Linked DNA regions of Podarcis muralis: region 1 is linked to region 2. The links are chromatin contacts, called in public Hi-C maps. All regions are on one chromosome and are shown on one strand. Each heading gives the region's core, a stretch centred on a gene start, on an enhancer-like site or on the middle of the called end of the contact. The rest is flanking DNA. Distances are from core to core; before and after follow the strand shown.

The links. Hi-C and Micro-C count contacts between places; a contact is called where the count stands out from the background.
Region 1: a contact with region 2 is called in a Hi-C map of blood, with 9 times the contacts expected there. The contact joins the promoter of GAR1 here to the promoter of SEC24B in region 2. A contact is called at or near these places in 2 of 3 Hi-C or Micro-C datasets (blood and tail).

What each region holds. Positions count from the first base shown.
Region 1 is chr9:24,964,667-24,970,911 of rPodMur119.hap1.1, reverse strand. GAR1 (GAR1 ribonucleoprotein) reads right to left here and starts at 3,170. Exons shown (of 7, transcript XM_028743565.2): 1 at 3,028-3,170; 2 at 1-223. The coding sequence starts at 208. CFI (complement factor I) reads left to right here and starts at 5,374. Exons shown (of 13, transcript XM_077933913.1): 1 at 5,374-6,126. The coding sequence starts at 6,064.
Region 2 is chr9:24,815,610-24,822,170 of rPodMur119.hap1.1, reverse strand. It overlaps SEC24B (SEC24 homolog B, COPII component), which reads right to left and starts at 3,346. Exons shown (of 23, transcript XM_028743262.2): 1 at 3,043-3,346. The coding sequence starts at 3,169.

The sequences.
Region 1 (6,245 bases), core at 1,921-4,420, 150 kb before region 2:
CTACACTTTCTGGAGGTCCTTGGTCATATGATCTGTTGAAACCTCCTCGTCCACCACCTCCACGGCCAAATCCACCTCTTCCACCACCCCGTCCACCTCTATTGAAGCCACCGCCACCTCGACTGAAGCCGCCGCTGCCACCACCTCTATTGAAGCTGCCACCGCCACGATTGAAGCTTCCACCACCGCCTCTTCCTCGATACGACATGACTCTCTCTCTCTTCTGTTCAATAAAGAATTCATGAAAATCAACAGCACTCCTATATATCTCTGTAGCGCTTGAATCACTCTAGACTTGTGCCAGTCATTTCACTGCATGCATTCGCTAGCGTTATCATATATTAATCTACATCATCCAAAATACTTTTCAAAAGATCAGTTACCTTGAAGACATAAGACGTTAGGTTTTGAGTTTGGGTTTTTTAGGTTATTGAGATCAAACAGTCATTTAATCCTCATAAAATTCCTCTTAACAAGAGATTTTTTTCTCCCATAAAAAACTTTCTTTTTTCACATTTCAGTTGCACCAACCATCCTTAAACTAGATGCACAGATATATTTAATTCCTTAGCTGTTCCTGTGGCTTCCACACAGCAGTTGTAATACAGTGGTACCTTGGTTCTCGAACGTAATCCGTTCTGGAAGACCGTCTTCTGAAATGTTCAAAAACTGAGGCACAAAGGGGTTGGCTGCAAATTCAATGGAGAAAACTGAAAAACACGCAGCGGAAGCCATTCCACTTCTGAGGCGTGTTTGAAAACAAAAGCATTTACTTCCAGGTTTTTGTCATCTGAAACGTTCGGCTTCTGAGACGCTCGAAAACTGAGGTACTGCTGTCTATGAATCAAACAGATAGTCGTACCTTGGTTGATGAACACCTTGTGACTCGAACGTTTTGGCTCCCAAATGCCACAAACCCGGAAGTGAGTGCTCCGGTTTGTGAACATTCTTTGGAACCTGAATGTCTAATGCGGCTCCAATTGGCTGCAGCAGCTTCCTACAGCTAATCGGAAGCCGTGTCTTGATTTCCGAACATTTTGGAAGTTAAACAGACTTCCAGAACGGATTCCATTTGACTTCCGAGGTACCACTGTACTTGTAGTTTTAGACAGCAAGTCTACCACATTCATGAGCTAAATGAGGGAGTAGGAAGGTATTAGTCTGCCAAGGGCCACCATGAGTCTAAGAGAGGGGTCGACAACCACAAGCAGCCCACAGGGGTCATTTAATCGTCCCATGAGCCAGCCCCAAACCAAGCCGCCCACTCGAGTCCCTGCATGCAGCACAGCGTGGGGACTCACTTCCGTGGGGCCAGAAATCGCGTCTGTGCAGATGCAGAAAATTGTGGGCGTGGGTGATCCAGCCCACAGAGGGATCTCCGCTGGAGTGAACCGGCCCAGGTGAGGTAAACCTTGCTGCTCCCTGGTCTAAGACACCTGGTAAATAACTAAGACTCCCTACATTTCAATTCTGTTATACAACCCAACTTTATTCCAACAAAAGGTGAAATTAAGAAATGAGGTACTATTCAAGGAGTGAAGCAACCTCTAGCTTGAACCATAATTCTTTAAAATGATGCAACTTTAGCATTTGGCCCATGAAAGTGAACCAAAACCTTACCTAAATACTCAAATCATCACAGGCATTGTATCAGTGTTGTGAAAGGACATATAGCAAGGACTGTTTTTTATTTTTTAAAAAGGGAGAAGGGGAACAGCTATTTCTTCACCCACCACTATCTTCCTTACGCCACTTCCAACTTAAATATTACACTAAACTTATACTGAAGTGTTATTTACTCTTCAGTATAGTAAAAAATTCATTTTTATATAATGAAAACTGTTAAACGATTATATAAGAACTACTCTTTAGCCCTTAAACCAGCCTTCCCAACCTGGTGCCCTCTAGAAGTTTTGAACTATTGATTTCCATCAGACCAAGCCTGCAAGGCCAACGATCAGGAGTGATGAAAACTGTAGTCCATAATATCAAGAGGACTGCTGCAATGACTGTAGTTTTAAGGTTCCATGGTGGGCAGAGAACTGTCCCAACTATGCAACCTTGAAACCAACACCATGTAACACCAATTATTTTTAGTCCCTAGGGACCAGGGCCCCTCCCCAACCAGGTACTTGAGGCTCCTGGCAATTACGGGTGGGGAAATGACCACTCTACAGTGTAAGCATTGCAAAATGCCTAAACCCCAAACTTTTGATGCTGCTACCTTCCTCAAAAGCTTATCTTCTCCCTTCCTTCTCTCACACCATTTCCCAAAACGTGCACAGTGATGCTGCCTAGCCTCGAAAAACCCAACGAGCGATCCGAATCTTGTGCTTCCAACATGCGTGATGTTTCTTTAAAAAATAACAACGAACCACAGTGCTTCAGGTGTAGGGACAAAAACCTGCCCCTGTCAAAAAAAACCAATGGTACCTCAGGTTAAGAACTTAATTCGTTCTGGAGGTCTGTTCTTATCCTGAAACTGTTCTTAACCTGAGATACCACTTTAGCTAATGGGGCCTCCTGCTGCGGCCGCGATTTCTGTTCTCATCCTGAAGCAAAGTTCTTAATCCCAGGTAATATTTCTGGGTTAGCGGAGTCTGTAACCTGAGGTACCACTGTATTCAGTATGACTTCATAATCAACGGCAAAAACCAACATATGAGGAAGCGGGTCGTTTTAATAGCACGCATCGCCTTAGGAGTAAGCCTCACCGAGTTCAATGGGGTTTACTCGCAAGTAAGTGCGTTCCACACCCCAACCGAAGAGCCACGTATTTCCCAACACAGCCCCGCTCCATAAACGGCCAGGAGCTTCAAGGGAGGTTCAGAAGCAGGCGCCCAACCCGGGGCTTTGCAAAGAAGCACAGCAAGGCTGCAGCAGCAACCACGACCCCCGCCCCTCCTCCTCCCAGCCCACACGGGCTCCAGGCGCCTGCAAGACGAGGCAAGCCCCTGCAAGCAGCATTGCAGGGGGTCGGGCTGGATGACCCCCAGGGTCCCTTCCGACTCTAACAGGATCTCCCACCTAAGCGCGGCACGCTCCGCTCTTCCTCCCCACGTGGACGCACTGCTCTTCCGCCAAGGACTCACGCGCGCAGGCCACTTCCGGCGGTCCTCCTCCTCCTTCCACGCTTGCCGGCGATCCACCCAATCGCAGGCCCGCCGTAAAATCACGCGCTTCCGTTTTACGACGCGTAGCCAACCATAGAGATGTTTTGTTTCCCCGAGGAACGGCGATCCCATCGGCGAAGCGAGGCAGGCGAATTGACGGGCGCCCGGAGCTCCGCAGGGCGCAGGTTGTCTCGTGGAATATTATTACCTTACGGATTATCTCACGGAGTGTGTGTTCGTGTGCAGCAGAAACAAACCCACACACGCACACACAGAGAAAATTGCATTATTTTATAAAATTTGCAGTATTTAGCACAGTTCGGACGTCACTGGCGGCAGCAGAAGCCGCACCTTGTAATAAATCATATTGCGAAAAAAAATGAACGCCGTGTCTGTTTTCGTAATTCGCTTGTTTCCACATTACTGTGTTGTTTGCATGCACCTGATGGAAGCTGGTGTCGCAATAAGTTTGTGGTTCTGCAACGGTGGGACGCTTGCTATCCCCCCGAAAATTTAAGCGAAACTTCCAAAGTGAAGTTTTTTGTCAACTGCTGTGGACAAAATGTATATATGTATCCTTGATCGGAGCCGGTTGGGGCTGATAGGAGTCGTAGTCCAAAAGATCTATGAATCAGGTTCCAGGGGGAAAAATTGATTGAATTTTCCCTCAATCTTTTGGTGTTTCCTTATGTATCATATAATAAATCAAATTATAACAGAAGAATGAGAATGTCTATTGTAGCTGTAGGCATTCTTATGCAAATATCTAAACATGCCTATTCGCTTTATTTTGAATTTTGCATGCAAAATTTGTCTCCAAACTAGCGTTTTGAATGCTAGTTATTAAGAAGCTTCCATGACACTGCATTTGATTACTGGGAATTTGTTGGACGTGTTAACGGAAAAAATCTGAGGGCTCCCTTGGACAAAAACAAAGACACCAACCAGGATAACTTGGAGCAAAACAGCAGCCTGTAGGCTTGGCCTTTATTGAACTGATGCATCAGGGTGTTCCCCTCACTTGCAGGAGAGAGGAAAGACCCAGAAAAATAGTGTGCCAGGTCTTATAAAAACTTTTGAAATTCCCCTCCTCTAGGTCAAGCCCACCCCCAGAAACATCATGCATACATTACAGAAAGGAGGGGTTGAGGGAGGAGTTGTGGTGGTAACCTGAGTGTCCTGTCACCTGGCTGGTTCCTCCTTTCCCCCTCCCCATGAGTACTTTCCAGGTGACAAAGGGGAGTTTGCAGTTTCCTGCCCCCCAGAGGGAAGATCTGATCATTGTCCTTTGTTTCAGTCTGTGCTGAATCCACTACCATATGCAAGTTCTTTGTCATTTTGATTGTCTTCTGTCTGGGATTATCAAGGCTGACATAGCAACTGGGCAGGGCCCCTGTGGATGTGCTGGTATGCTGAAGGGATCATGGCTGACCAGAAACCAAGCCACCCTCCTTTGATAGTAAATAAAATGGAACAGTGCAAATCCGATGTATGGTTGATTTTCTATGAATTTATAACAGAAATGTGGCGTATGTAGTGTGTGAGTGTGAGTGTGTGTGAAGTTTGTGCAAACAGAATGATTGGGGTGGGGGGGTTCCTGCTACAGACGGAAACAACAGAAAAGTTTTTATAAGTTGCATACATTACTAAATCAGGCAATGTATGGGAAATATCTGTAGGGCTAATTTTCTGTTTACTTCCTTCTTTCCTAATCGTCAGTGATAAGAATTACTGAGAAATCAGCTACTGTGTTTTTAAAGTGAAAGAAATACGTGTATTTTAATCACACAAAGCCCAATCTTCTGCACACTGATTTGAGATTAATCCCTATTGAACTGAGTGGTGCTTATTTCTAAGCAGGCATGGCCAAAACAGAACTTTTCTTTCCAAATAACTATTGGCGTACAGCAAGAGAAGTTACACAATGTAGACATGCAGGCCTCCAGGGTCCCTAAGCCCATGACAAAATTCCTGGAGGTAAGCCATTTTCTTGTATGTCTTAATGTGCTCGGTGCTATTTCTCCAGAAAAAGAGGTGCTGGAACTCACCATGAACCTTGTTCTCTTATAACGGCAATGGTGCCCGTCTTCAGGTGCAGGAACTCAGTTCTGGTGAGTTCCAGCTGAAAAAAAGCCCTGACAAAGAGCATTTGTTGCTCCACTCCCCTTACAACTGTTTTATGGTGTGGTCCCCCAAGTATCAGTACAGATGAAGGGAGGGGGCAGGAACTGTGTACTGTAACTTAAAGTTGGAGGCGGCCCCTAGTGGGAAGGCTTGTGTGAAGAGGTTGCTGCTACAGGCTGCAGACAACACTGTGTTAGATGGACCAATGGACTGAGTTTGTTCCTAAGAAGAAAAACTAAAACACAAACCACCTTCCCTTGCTATGATTAAATAGAAGGATTTTTGAACTGTACAGCCCCACTATTTGTTGATTTTGAAGGGCTAGTTGATTAGCCATTCCCGGAAACTGGCACTCCCAGAGCTTAGTGCACAAATACTTTTTTTATCCGTTTGCCAAGGCATTGAGCAACTGGCCAAACACAACCTTGAAATCTTAGTCTCCTGTCAGTTAAATATGCAAATCATCCATTATCTTTTGTTCCAGAGAAGCAGGCAACTATAAAGCAGCTACATAAATAAGTGAAAGTATTAAGAAAGTTGTGTGAGAGTTATGCAGAGGAGAGCACATTCCTTCAGGGATCTACCACTCTTTTTACCCGTTTGCTTCTCTTATCGTTTTTGCAGTGAACATTGAACTGAGGTTTAAGCAGGATCTTGTCTGAGAGCTGAGAACCATCCATGCACATGGATGCTCTCGTAGTTATTTCAGAACCATCTTTTTAAATATTTGCTAATGGTTAAAAATTAAACACAGAGCAGAAGTCTGAGACTGGGGGGAAATTTTAGGGAAAGAAAATATTCTAAATACGGACAGAAACTATTCACCATGAAATCATTATCAGCTCTCGTGTTTATTTCATGCTTACAACTTGGAATTTTTCAACAAAAGGTAAGGATTTTTATTTTTTTTAATGGTTGGCATTGTAAGAAACATGTTTTATTGGTAATACTTTAAGGCTTGTTTTTATTTTATTCATGTGCTTAGCATGCATCTGAAGGAAGTATGAA
Region 2 (6,561 bases), core at 2,097-4,596:
GGCCAAGAAGAGCTGAAAAGTTGTAATGGAAGAAGGCAGGTATATAACTTGTACTGTCCCTACCCCGCCCCCAGTATGGAAGACTCTACCATAGAACAATTGCGCTGGGCAGGTATACACATAATATGCTATAGGAACTTCAACCACCTGCTACAGCATGAAACTATAAAGAACTCACAACTTGCTCACTACTCTTCAACAATAATAATAGTTAAGTTTAGTGACAGGTATGTGTTTATTGGTCACATGTAACCCACAATTTACCCAAAGAACATGTATACTGGTCAGTCAGTTGATTACGCTGAGACCTCTGAGATGTATGTAGGGCAAGTCACCTTATTTCTGCCTTAATGGAGGAACAGTGAATTCAGCCTAGGTTTATGACATCTAAAAACCCCGACTCTAGCTACTGCATAATACTATTCTCAAAAGTTTATTTTTAAGAGGTACAGCATTCCCACACCTCTGGCAAAGGCCCCACAGATCAGAATTGCTAGCAACAGTAACGTGATGCCCTATGATTTGCCACCAAGCAAGAATCATGTCCACCAAGAAGCCAGCAAGCCTTTCTAAAACCATACTTTTGAGACCATGTATCTAAAAACTATCATACATTTAACAATGTCTTGTCTTCCAATGGTAGCCAAAATAATTAAAAAATGAAAACAGCATGAGAATCTTTGCCATTACCTGCTTGCAACAATGAGGGCTATAAAATTCTGGAATCCTCAGGATCCTGACAAAAATCCTTGAACTGAAATAAACCATATGAAATACATGGTTTGGCTTACTCTTTTAAATGTTAGCTAAAGACTTTCTTTTGTTCATGAAGATTTATTCAACCACCATATCTGGTGAGTAAACTGCTCTAGATATGTTTGTTTATTCAAACAAACTTACATTACTGTCAGCAGCATTTAAGTTATTTTAACTGTATTTAGAAACTTGTATTTTTGCCATAAATACTTTATTTAAAGCTTTGAGAAAACTCCACAAATCTTTGGCAACGTTGACAAATTTACACTGAAATCCAAACCTTGGCCAGGCAGCAGTGAGGCTTAATAGAGCAGTGGGTCAACCACATCATCCACAGCCATGCTGCTCACCCTGGCTGGGTGTTCAGTGGGCAGAATAGGAAATTCCCCTCATGCGGAGTGACACTAGATTCACACCATCTCCCCAGCCCAAAATGGGGCTGGGGGCTCGATTGCCATATAAATCTGTAGCTATCTTACTAAGCCCTCTAAATGGTTTTTGTTGTCATTGTTGTAGCAAATAACTTCATTCTACACATACCAAGACATATGCAATTTTGATAATGCATACTTGTTCAAAAGAGATACAATCTAACCTGAGAATCTTTCACAAAACAAAAGCCTCCCAAGCAAAAGGAGCAAAGCAGACTATCTGTGGTATGTTCTGTGTAACGTAACTGCTCTGCTGAATCAGAGAAAAGACTCAACTAGTTCAGCAACCTGTTTCCAACAAAAGTCATCCAGCTGCTTCTACAAAGCATGCAAACTGTAGAAAGCAACAGCAATCCCTCACTGTTTCCTTCACCACCTAATGTTCCTCCATGGATCTGTTTAACTCTGGTTGACTCTGAGACAGTGACTGTGTTGTATGACGTAAGAATGTTTGACGATAAGAACATTTGTTTACATTAGCTCAAAACACACTTTATTGGGAAATAGCTTTAAAAAAGCTGTTGAAAAACCGCAGTATGACAACTATAGCCCTCTATTCAAGATCCCAGAGTAAGAAAAAGTTACCTTCAAGCTAAAAACAAGCAGATGGCTCAAAAACAAAATCTCCAAATTAGGTGAATGTACAAAATTGGGGGGGGGGATCTAATGCAAACAAACATAAAGCCAATCACACATTGGGGCAAAATCTTGAATACTGATCTACACAATAAAGAAAATGAATGTGTCCATTTAGAACAGAACAGCACAAAAAAGGTGATGTCAGAGATTTGTTTTGCAAACAAATTAAAAATAAGAGCCATTATCTTCATGGCTTTCCATAAATTTATGGTGTAGATGCAATATGGAACACGGACTGTACTGCGTCAAGAAGGCCACCAAAAACCTGGGCAAGGTGCAAGAAAGTCTCAGAAAAATTACTGAGGGATTGGAGCACTTTAAAAAAAAAACAAAGTTTCTGAAGCAAAGTTCTTAACTCGAGGTACTATTTCTGGGTTAGCGGAGTCTGTAACCTGAAGCGTCTGTAACCTGAAGCGTATGTAACCCGAGGTACCACTGTACGTCTTTATCCCAAGCATAATTAACTTCAAAAGATGTGTCAGTGATCACCAGCTTAGATGACTTTAAAGGGAGATTAGAAAATGTCAAAGGGTAGCACCACCAATGGCTATTAGCAACAACAATTAAATGGAACCTCTCCGTATTGTACATATTGCAAATTTTGGCAGTTTTCCCTTCTACAGCCCCAAAGGCCCTTCTGAGGTTTTGTTACAATCAAGCAGCGTGTAGATCCCATGAAATAAACGTGTACGTATGAATGCACGCCTCGAGCCAGCAAAGCCTTCCAATACCGTTTTCTGCCGTGCCTTCGTGCTCTTGCCTTTTCAAAAGCAACCGCCCTGCGACTGCTGAATACAGGATGCAGAACCTAACTTTGGGGTGCACAGGGACGGGGAATCCCAAAAGCAGGGCGCAAGTCCCACCACCAAAGAAACCCTCATAGAAGTTAAGATACCCTGAAAGCCTTTTACATTTCCACGCTCGAAGTCAGCCTCCCTCCCTCTCTCTGCCCCACAACCCGCCCCTCACCTCCCGCTTGCTCCAACCAAGGACCTCCCCAGGGGGCTCCATGCACCACCCCTTCCCGCCAGCCTGGCATGCCTCCCCTTCCCATCAGGAGCTGCCTTTGCCCCTCCCAGCTGCCCCCCCCCCACTTCCCACCTTCGCCCCCTGCACAGTGGGCCGACCCCACCCCTCATCCCCCCCCACTAGGCCCCGCGCTCCCTTCAGCCCCTCTCCGCCGCCCTGGGCCCGGCCGGCCCCGCTGCTCCCTTACCGTTCTGACACAGACCCACACCGCCCGAGGCTCTGAGGCTGGCGGGCCCCACGCTGGGCCCTCCCGGGAAGGAGGCGCCGGCGGAGCCGAGGGGCGGCGGGGGGAACCCTGTCGGGGGCACCGACATGGCGCGGCTCCTCCCCCTCCTCGGCTAGTCCGGAAGGCGGCGGCGTGGCCCGGAGGAGAAGCAAGGCCTCCAACGGAACCGACTCTGAGAGGAACGCGCCGAGGACTCGCGACGTCGTTCCTCGGAAACCGACGCGCGACGTCTCCGCCGTCGCCGCTCCTTCGCAGCAGCAGCCGCCCCAGCCCACAGCGACCCCTAGAGGCGGCGGCCAGCGCGAACGCTTCCTCCGCCAACGGGGAAGATTCGCGCTGGAACTTCTTGGCAGTTCTCGCCGTCAGCGCCCCACACTCCGCGCATGCCTGCTGGAAAGGCCCACTGTTAGAAAGGGGGAGGGAGGTCTGCACCTGTATGCGTGCAGGTAACGGAATGAAGCGGGATTAGGGGCGGTGCTTTGCTGGTGGAATGGAGTGCGCCGCTTCAGGAGGCAGGTATTTTGGTATCAGGTATCAGGGGGCGGACCGTATTTTGGAATATATTGCACTGCTGTTCCTCTTGTGAATATGTGCAAATGGAAAGCTAGCAGTCGAAAGTCTTCGCTAAAGCTCCTCCACAACTGCTGAGTTGACTTTCCGGCTCGCGGACGGCTTTTAGATAGATAGATAGACGAGACAGATCGAGACATGAGGCGCATTCAAAACCGCACTTCCCCACCTGCGGTGTGGAGTGGTGCAATCCAGCTGCAGAAAGGAGCCTGACCTGGAAGAGAGAACTGAGACGTCGGGTGCCTCCTTCCTTGCCCTGCAGACGGAGCTCTCACATCAGTAGGGCCAATGAGGGGGCAGACTGGAGGCTTGTCAGGGACAGAAGGTGAAGGCACAGATCCGGAGGATCCATGACCTTTCCAGTCCCCCAGACAAAATCCTCAAATCAGGGACAAAACCGCACGACTCTGGAAGCTGGCTGCTGAACTTCCCTCTCCCATTCTTCCTCTTTTATAAGAAAGCGGTAGCTGAATGTATTTCTGTGGTTTGCTCCTTTTTTTTTTGGCATTTATTTTGAAAGCCTCATAAATTATCTTCCACATGTAGCATTCACCCTGTGATTAAAACCATCTAGGAAACCCAGATGTGCTGGCAGAAGGAACACCAGACTCCCAAGTAAATTCCATATGAACCTAGATCCATTTTTTCCCTTCATTGATAATGAATGTGGCCACATTAGCAGGATCTGGCTATTCAGCCTATATACAATTAAAGGCATTGTTCAGCCAGCAACATATGAACACACTTATCAAGCCATACATTGTCTGTATCCTGTTTCAAGCAATGCTAAATCCGTGATGATTTTATGTAAGCACTTGACTAAAATGTTTCTAATCAATACCAGTAAACTTTTCCCCAGCTGCACAATATTTCCTTTTCTTTAAAAAAAATATATCCAGAGAGAATAATAATACTCAGGCAATTATTTGATCCACATAATGCTTCAGTGGTGTTGTTCCCTTTTTGCTGTACAGTGAGAAAGGAAATGGGTGCAGCTATATCCTACCTTTTCTATCTTAGTTCTCTTTTTAAAAAATCACGGTTAGTATTGTTTTTCTATAAATTTTAGGCATCTTCTCCAAACAAACTTAATTCTTGACATGAGGTTTAGTGAAAGTTTTTGTTGCCAGCTGCTGGCTTATATGCACAAATGCAAACCACAAATGGAGCATAGCAACAAATGAGACCAGTAACAACTATCAGACTTTGTATAAATCTTGGCCTCGACCTGTGGAACATTGGAAATATATAAGGCAGGGAAGGGGGACTGCAGAAGAAGAGTTACAGATAGGTAGCCGTGTTGGTCTGCCATAGTCAAAACAAAAAAAATCCTTCCAGTAGCACCTTAAAGACCAACTAAGTTAGTTCTTGGTATGAGCTTTCGTGTGCATGCACACTTCTTCAGATACAGTGAGGTGAGTGGGGCTGAGAGACTTCAAAGAAGTGTGACTGGCCCAAGGTCACCCAGCAGCTGCATGTGGAGGAGCGGGGAAGCGAACCCGGTTCACCAGATTACGAGTCTACCACTCTTAACCACTACACCACACTGGCTTACTACACCACCACTGCAGGCCCTTCAGGCTTGTCTACCTGGCCCTCAGAACTCTCCCCAAGCCACACTGCTGCTTCACATCCTGAGTGCCTAGCTGGCATGTGTCTTTGGAATGGCAATGCCTCCTTGAGAGGATGAAGGCTAGAGGAAAGTGTGTGCATGTATAAACTAGCTTATTGGACAAAGGTAAAATTGACTTTTGTTGCTCTGTCCACTTTTGCCTCTGCACCTACTTTTGCCACCTGTCACGGATGTGTGGCCTGAGAAAGGAATGGAGAACTCAGACTGAAAAAGTTTCCCAGCCAGATTTAAGGCTTTCAGTGCAAATGAGGTCATGGCCAGCCAGTGGCGGAGGAAGTGGACTGGGCGCCGAGGGGTGGGACCAGCCGGCCACAGGGGCACTGCAGGGCCTCCAAGGTGTCTGCCTGTCTCCTCCCACTCAGCCGCCCCACAGCTGAGGGGGAGGCAACAGGCGGACTGTTTGGATAGCGTGGAGCCTGCGGTTGCTCAAGCCACTGCGTCACTCCCAGGAGAGATGTGTGGCTCTGGCGCACTGCAGGCCCCATGGTGAGTGCCGCCTGGCATTTTGTCACCCCCCTCAGTGGGGACATCTGGGGTGGACTGCACCTACTGCACCCCCCTTGCTACGCCCCTGTGGCCAGCAGACATCAACGTGGGAGAGATCAACACAACCATCTGAACAGAAGCACAAAGGAAAACTTGGCTGAGTGGCCATATCAACGGCCCACAGGAATGTTTTGTCTTATGCAACTTAAGGGCTTGGGATACATTTTACTTCTAGAGCTGCCACTCAATTATAGAAAGCTTGGTTGATTAACTGTTCACCATTGTTGACACAGCATATTAAACCTCAGTATCTTCTTCAGAGGTTCTGGACATTGATGCAGTGACCTGGTGTTTAAAAAGTGAGAACAATTTTTAAAAAATGTTTCCCCACTCAAAAAACAAAGGCAACAAAAACCATTAGCAGCTGCTAAAAGCCAGTTTAAATAATAAAAAAATTATTGGACATAATTTGAAAATCTTCAGGGGACACACTGTAGCTTCTCTAGGGATACATGGATGGTCTAGCAAACTGCTTTGAGGGTGTGGGTGTGTGTTTTACACTCTAGCTGTATGTAAAATTTATCAAATAAATAAATATTCTTCATACTTTTTTAGTTTGTAAGACTTTTTTCCTTCCCAGGTTGAAAAGCAGTTTTCAATGGATATTTCCAAGGAAATGTGAATTTGTCCACTAGGGGTTGCTGTTGCACACCAATAGCATATGCGCTGAGGAGCCCACAATACATTTTAAACAATACAAAACAAAACAAAACAGGAGAAAGAAATGTACA